Linked DNA regions of Arachis hypogaea: region 1 is linked to region 2. The links are chromatin contacts, called in public Hi-C maps. All regions are on one chromosome and are shown on one strand. Each heading gives the region's core, a stretch centred on a gene start, on an enhancer-like site or on the middle of the called end of the contact. The rest is flanking DNA. Distances are from core to core; before and after follow the strand shown.

Region 1 (3,826 bases), core at 92-2,591, 71 kb after region 2:
TAATTATTCTTGTTTTGTTTTTCAATTTTGTTTATTTTGAATTTTGGTATATAAATTCAATTCTGCTATGTTGGATTTGGCTATATTGAGTTTTGTTTATTTCTGCTCTGTTGAAATTTGGGGTTTAAAATTTAAATTCAATTCTACTCTGTTAATTATGTTGAATAAATGTCGTATGAGTTATATGGATTGATATATTTTCTGGATTCTAGATTGCTGTCATTTTGAATTTAGATGGAACAGCCATGATCAGCAACTACAACATAATTCTGTGGGCATCTTCAAGGCTAGAAATTATGGAATTAGCCCTCTCTAGTTGCTTGTTGAGAACCATTGTATTTTGATTGACTTCATTTAGTGATTTTGTTCAGGTTCACTTTTCTTTTCAATTTGAATTCATTCTTTTAAAATAATTTTGTTGCTTGTTAATTGTTGATTTAATTGTCTAATTGTTTGGATTCTAATTTCTGAATTTGTTTTTTGAACTTTTGATGCCGAATGTAATTGATAATTTTCTGTTTTGAACTTTTGGTGCTGCGTGTATTCTTTGCTTCTTGATGTGATTAGAAATTCTGTAAATCTGTTCAACAATCAATATTTAATTTGTGTAAATTTGTGTTTGTAAATTGTAGTTGTTACTAATTAGAAATTTTTATTTTTGAAGATAGAACAACTAGATAGTGATCAAGCATTACATATATTAATTTTTAATAATTTTATTTAATATTTAATTAAACTGGTTGAACTCCGATTGAACTCCGGTTGAACCCCGATCGGACTATTGAACCAGTGAACCAGTTGCTTTACCGGTTCATTGACCGGTCCGGTTCTCGCAACCTTGGCCACAACATCCAAACAATTTCTATAAAACAAACCTCTAACAAAGAAGCCCCCACTTAAATGGTCCCAAGTTCATGCAATCTTTTGCTAAACAAAGGAGTCCCAAAAGCAAGTCCATACTGTGCAAGCACACATTGTGATGAAATATCCAAAGCTTGTCGAAATTGTTTAACTCCCTTACATGTAGAAAAACCCGAAGACAATTTTACAGATAGTTATAGAATATAAACAATTGGATGCGGTCGAAAAGCCTCCAAAAATTCATGAAAGGATTTGCAAGAAATGAGAATTCATTATTAACGAAGAGTACCTTCCTAAATGAACCAAATGTCAATGAGATATTTCCACTTTCAACCAAATCAAAGACCATCTTATCATCCAAGTGGATGGCACGGACATAAGACTGATGGAGAATTCAAAAGTAAGTTGGTAGTTGAGGAATTAATCATCAATACTTGATGGCATGACCATAAGACTATTGTTCTATTTTTTGTTCTAATTGAAAATAAAAGTAAAAAATTTGGGTCAAACTAATTAGTATTGGTTATCAAACATGCAGTGATATGAAACACCAATACTCCACACAAAATTCATGAGCGCTATGGATTTGATGCATGGTCTTTTATTCTTCTTCAAGAAACGACTCAATTTCACACATTAATGGACAAAATTCTTCTCATGGTATTAACCTAAGATGGGGATATTAAAAAGGAAATTGCAAAAATATTTTATTAGCATGTAATTATACTCAGGTTAAAATGGAAATATTTTTTAAATTTTTTTTACATAAATCATAATCATTATTTTATATTTCTCTCCGATGTTCAAACCAAACATCTCTGTACTTATTTTTTTTTTACTAAAAGGACCTTGGTGGTGCATTAAATTGGGTTCTCGTTCAATTTCTCACATTTGTACACATTAATAACTTAACCGTTGGGGTGTTTACTATGCTTACCAATAAATACAATAAGGTGGTTGTGGAAGGAATAAATTTGGTGATAACATACCTGCTCCATCTCTTATCCTGACTAAGTTTCTGCCAAAAAAGCCAATCAAAATTGGGTTTAAGGTGAGCAGCTAGTAGGAATCATGCACTGAGATGATGTCTGCTACTAAGCATCTGCGAGATCGATTTTGGTGAGTACTTCATATTGAGAATTTCTCTATTTTTTCAATTTAATACCCTGGTTCTTGTTTTCCTAAAATTGTGCCCGATCATTTTTTGCTCAGAGTGATTGTTTCTACAGATTAAGGAGTTTCACATATTAGGTTTTGGCTACTATTTCAAGATGACCAGCTGGGTCCAGATGATTTGCAATTGAATTGGAAGTGATCGGGAGCATATTTTTAAATTTTGGGGGATAAAGACCATCTTTGTTCATAATTAGATTTTTAGCCCTTTCAAATTGGTAATTTAATTTAGTTTTTTCACTCAATAATTAAAGATCTTATCGATTGCAAAAGAGCTGGTTTCATAGTTTCCTAATTTAATTTGTGGTATATTTGCTATAGTTGCTTTTGACTTGATCTGGTGCAGAGGACAACAGTATTGGCATAAAAAGGTCCAAAGGATACCATTATCTGAGGTATACTTATTTCCTTTCATTACTTTAAATATGAATTGATTGATTAGTTCTCCTTATATGTAGGAATGATATAGTTGATAAACTTGAATCTGAGGACAAATTGAATGTTTTATTGGATTGTTGGTTTCTCCACTGTTTAGGGTTTACCTGGGTGTAATTGATTTACAGTTAAGTTGAAAGTGATCGAGAGCTAATTAGAACATTTGGGGATAGAATCCATCTCTCTTCATAGTTAGATTTTTATCCCTTTCGAATTGGTATTTTAAATTAGTTTTTCAGTCAATAATTAAAGATCTTATTGATAGCAAAAGAGCTGGTTTCATAGTTGCCTAATGTGATTTGTGGTATACTTGCTATAGTTACTTTTGACTTGATCTGGTGCCGAAGACAACAATATTGACATAAAATAAGTCGAAAGGACACCATCATTTGAGGTATACGCATTTCGTTTCATTACTTGAAATATGCATTGATTGATCAATTATACTTATATGTAATGATGACATAGTTGACAGACTTAAATTTGAACACAAATTGAATATTTAATTGAATTGTTGGTCTCTCCACTGTTTGTTAAAAAAGAAAATGATTAGGAAAATTATGACTAATATGTATCTCCTTTTTGCATTTTGACAGATATTCAGAACGTATTTGTTTTGTGTGTGATGTTTTGCAATCCGCTCAATCTTCTTAATTGATATACCTGATCCATATCTGCTGTGCTAATATGCCAATTGGTATTTGCAGGTAAGTTTCATATTAATTGCATTGAACTATTAGGTTTGATATACCATACACCCAGTTGTTGATGTTTGCATGGTAATGTTTTTTTTCCAATATACTATAAGGTTCAACAATAATATTGCATGCTTGTTATTATTTTTTGAGCTTTTTACCGAGCCCATGTCATAATGTAGGATAGTTACTCAAAACTTTCTCTCTAAGTTGTACATACACATCATATGAAGCATAGGAATATAGTGTTTGCGACAATTAAAATCGTCTAGTAATGCCAAAATGATTCTATAAAAATATTGATTAGTCATGCAAAATATAAATCTTTGAAGTCAGATATCAACTTTCTTTTTACATGGACTGGTCAATAACTGATAGCTCATTGAATGTTCACATTGCTTGGTGCTGCTGACTTAGGACCTTCTTTTCATGTACACCCAACATTCCTAAAGACTTCTTTGAAAACCACATTTTCAGTTTGATTGACATTGTTATCATCATGACATAACAATATCTTCAACCCATCCCTATGAGTGACCCTAGAAATTGCCACATATAGTTGACCATGAGTAAAGACTTATTTTTTGAGAATCAATCCAACCTTAGACAATGATTGACCTTGACTTTTATTAATAGTCATTGCATATGAAACCATGATAGGA
Region 2 (3,964 bases), core at 238-2,737:
ATATATATATATATATATATATATATATATATATATATATATATATAGCTCAAACTCAGCTCATTTAATTTATGAGCTCAATTCCAAGCTCAAGCTCGGCTCACTGGCTCACGAGCTCAGCTTATTGAGCTATTAACGAGTCGAGCTCGAGCTAGCTCATAAGCTGGCTTGACTCACTTCCAGTCCTAAATGGATGAAAAGAAACTTTTCTTCCCTCTTGCAAATGCTTTACCGGAACTGATATAGGAAAAACTTTTAGCAATATTAAACTATATTATTTGTTGAAATTGGTTCAAATAGCTGTAGCTTTTGAAAGAGCTTAGTAGCAGAAATGACACAGATATCTAACACAAGAAGAATATGAAAGCACTCATAATACAATGTAGCAGCATCTATAACAAATAAATATAACAAGTAAAGAAATAACAAGAACACACTGACATTTTAACGTGAAAACCTTTTCAATGTGAGAGGTAAAAATCATGGGCTGTCCAGACCAATGAAATAGCTCCACTATAATCAAATGAGGTATAAGAGGGTCTCAAACAAAGTACAAAAACGTGCATATAACTAGCCAAAATATCAAAGTACCAAAGCTTACAAATGAGAAGCAAGAAGATGAAAAATATCCAAAAATAGAGTTGTTGTTCGAAGTCTATTTCTCTCTTTGCAGGTCTCCAATTAAAATCTTCACCGTTCAAAATGAAGAACAAGATGAGTAGAATCTGCAGTCCACATTTCACGTTGATCCAACGGTGGAATAATGAGAAACTGCTGTTCAAAGATTGATGCTCTGTGTAAAAATAGGAACCTATTTTCTCTCTTGCGAAGCCAATTTCTCCCACTGCAAACCTCCAATCAACATCTTCACCAACCAGAATGAAGAAAAAAATGAGGGAAACACAGTTCAAATTTCAAGCCGATCTAACGGTGAATGAATGAGAAACTGTCATTTGAAATGTACTGCTTTGGATAAAAACGAAAATTCTGTTTTTTCCTCTTCTTTCTTTCTTTGGTGGCTAAACTCTCACTCTCAAATTAACCCCAAAATCTGATTAGGGTAGAGACACTAAGATGCAAGAATACACCCAAAAATTAGACTTGGATCTCACAAAAAAGAGAAAAACCCGAGCTTTTTCTTTAATTTTTGTCCAATATGAATAGCTGAAGTGCTAGCCTTTTTATCACCAAAAAATTCTAATATGAACATGCATAAATAAAATACACATCAAATAAACGTTGGTCTTTCAAATTCAATCAAATAATCTTTGTCATTATCAAAAATAGTTATTCTTTCCTAAACTCAATAAATTTTTTAGTGTAATCATTTTTCAGGTTTTTGTTGATTTCTTTTAAGTGCGAGAACTTTTTTTTCTTCGGTGAACAAGTGCGAGAACAAATATTCATTATGTTTCAACCTTTGTTCAAGTTGGGCTTCAATAATAAACATGACCAACACGCATCCAATGTACACTGATCTTCTCTTTGGTTGGGCTATCATCATATTGGGCTGTAAACCAAGATAAGAGTTTGTCTAAGCCCAATAGATATATTATTTTACCTGTGTCCAAAAATAGATTTTTATCAAGATGAATTGGTCAAATGCCAAGACCAAAAGAAAAAATTGGTCAAATGCGTGAAAAAACTTGAGAAATTAGGGTTTTTCTACCAACGCAAGTTGGCACAGATGGATGAGGGTCTGTGTCCCTTAACCATCTCTCCCGGGTTCGATACTCACTGGAGGATGGGAATGGAGCTTGCTTGTTTGGGAGGGTCGCCCACTTTGTGTGCCTCTGCAGTACCCGAGGGATTAGTCATTGGGCTTCCGGCCTGATGGATACCCTGGTGCAAACCAAAAAAAAAATTAGGGTTTTTCTTGTTAGAGTCGGTGAGTTAATAAAGGAAAAACTATATAAAAGTTTCTAAAGAACTTTGAGTTTTACTCTACCACGCTAAGAAAAGGGGCCAAAGTTAGTCCTCATTTTACTTCATAGTTACTCCGACGATCATCCGAAAATTCCGGCCATCAACATAATCTCTTGATAACTAAAGTACCACATTCAATAGAAATGTCACTATACACACTGTCATCCAGATATATATCGTTGTCATCTATCACCATGCATAGACCCTCAAAAATCCAAAATATTCCAAAAGTGTGTGTTGTCACTATACCACATAGTCCTTTTCCAAAAGTGTGTGTTGTGAGGTGTGAGGTGGGAGGAGTGCTGTATAGTGGACACACATGCAGTCATGTGCATGTTGATCACATTCTCAAATCTCAATGACAAAGACTAATATTTGGTAACCAAAATCTTTGAATAGTTAATAATGTCGCACATTTTTAAGGGGGTTAAAATTAGATTTTAGCTAATATGTTTTAATAAGATTATTATTAGTAAAAATTTTAATTTTATTTTTAATAAATATATAATAAATTTATTGAAAATTTAAATTTTATATTATTTGATAAATGATAATAGAAAAAACTATCAAAATGATATCCGAAAGTTCGCATCATTGACAAAACAAACTCTAATTAAAGATGCTAATGACAAATAAGCATCTGAAAAATTTAAAAGCACGACAAAATAGTTAGATATTAAATATATATTCTAAAAAACGATTTAGAGATCAAATTTTGATGCAAATTTTCACAATCATTATTAAAAAAATAAGATCTTTTTATCCTTAAAATTTGACAATTTTTTGTCAAGTGAATTTTCAAAATTTTTTTTAGTATCAATGACTATATTTTTTTGAACAATAAAAAGAAAAATTAAATATCAAATGTTCTGAATTGTGATCAAATTTATTCAATTATGCTACAAAAAAAAGATGGTGAAATATTTTTATTAAAAAAAATAATATTGATTAGATTTAATTATCAAGATATTATGATACATAAATTTTTACGTGCAAAATTAATACTATCAGTGTTGTTTTCAATAGCAGCAAATGAAAATTGCCATCATCAATTTGACGTCAAGAATACTTTCTTGCATAGAGAGTTGAAAGAAGAAGTATACATGGAAGCTCTCAGTTCTAACGGATTTAGAAAACATAAAGTTTCCTGTTAAAGAAGCTTTTATGACTTAAACAATCTCACGTGCTGTTTGGAAGATTTACAGATACCATGAAAGTATGGTACAAGCAAAGTAACTCTGATCATACCTTTTTTTGAAAAAACGGGAAGATTTAATCACTTGCCTAATAATCTATGTGGATGATATGATCATAACAGGAAGTGATGTTGAAGAAATTGAAAAATTGAGAAGGAACTTATTTACAAACTTCGAAATGAGGATTTGGAAGACTAAAATATTTCTTAGGAACAGAGGTTCTACAATCCAGCAAAGGAATCTTTATCTCCAAAGAAAGTACATCTTAACTTCTGGCAGAAACAGGAATGATGGATTACAAACCAATAGATACGCCATGCAAGTTAATCACAAGTTGAAGATAGTAAAAGTGCACCTAGTAGATAAGGAAAGGTACAGCGACTGGTTGAAAAACTAATTTACTTATCACATACTCGACCTGACATAGCTTATGTTGTGGAATAGTAAGTCAGTTTATGCATAAGCCACAAGAAGATCATATGGAAGCTGCCATGATAATAGTTTGATATTTGAAAGGAGCTCCAGGAAGTGAATTATTTTCAGAAGGAATGGCCATTTGAAGTTGAGGCATACACTGACGCAGATTGGCGAGCAACCAAATGATAGAAGATCAACAGCTGGTTACTTTACACTTGTTGGAGGCAACCTGGTAACTTGAAAAAGCAAGAAGCAGAAAGTTGTAGCTCTTTCAAGCGCAGAGGCAGAATTTTGAGGATCGTTAAAGCATAACTGAAGTATTGTTGATAAGAAAATTGATGACTAAGATTGGGTTTCACCAAAATTGCCAAGCCAGTTGAAATGTGACAACAAAGCCGCAATCAACATTTCAGAGAATCCCGTAC

What was found. Hi-C and Micro-C count contacts between places; a contact is called where the count stands out from the background.
Region 1: a contact with region 2 is called in a Hi-C map of leaf, with 1.5 times the contacts expected there. The contact joins the promoter of LOC112750876 here to the enhancer-like site in region 2. A contact is called at or near these places in 4 of 8 Hi-C or Micro-C datasets (leaf and an unstated tissue).

What each region holds. Positions count from the first base shown.
Region 1 is chr2:91,585,477-91,589,302 of arahy.Tifrunner.gnm2.J5K5, forward strand. LOC112750876 reads left to right here and starts at 1,342. Exons shown (of 7, transcript XR_011874164.1): 1 at 1,342-1,980; 2 at 2,074-2,252; 3 at 2,356-2,429; 4 at 2,789-2,863; 5 at 3,066-3,176. It overlaps LOC140179937 (a long non-coding RNA gene), which reads left to right. Exons shown (of 2, transcript XR_011874115.1): 2 at 213-464.
Region 2 is chr2:91,514,529-91,518,492 of arahy.Tifrunner.gnm2.J5K5, forward strand. No RefSeq gene overlaps it. Among protein-coding and RNA genes, the nearest start is that of LOC140179933, 15 kb to the right of the region's middle. Within about 2 kb of position 1,488, at least 3 of the 3 cell types and tissues checked have open chromatin away from gene starts, as enhancers often do.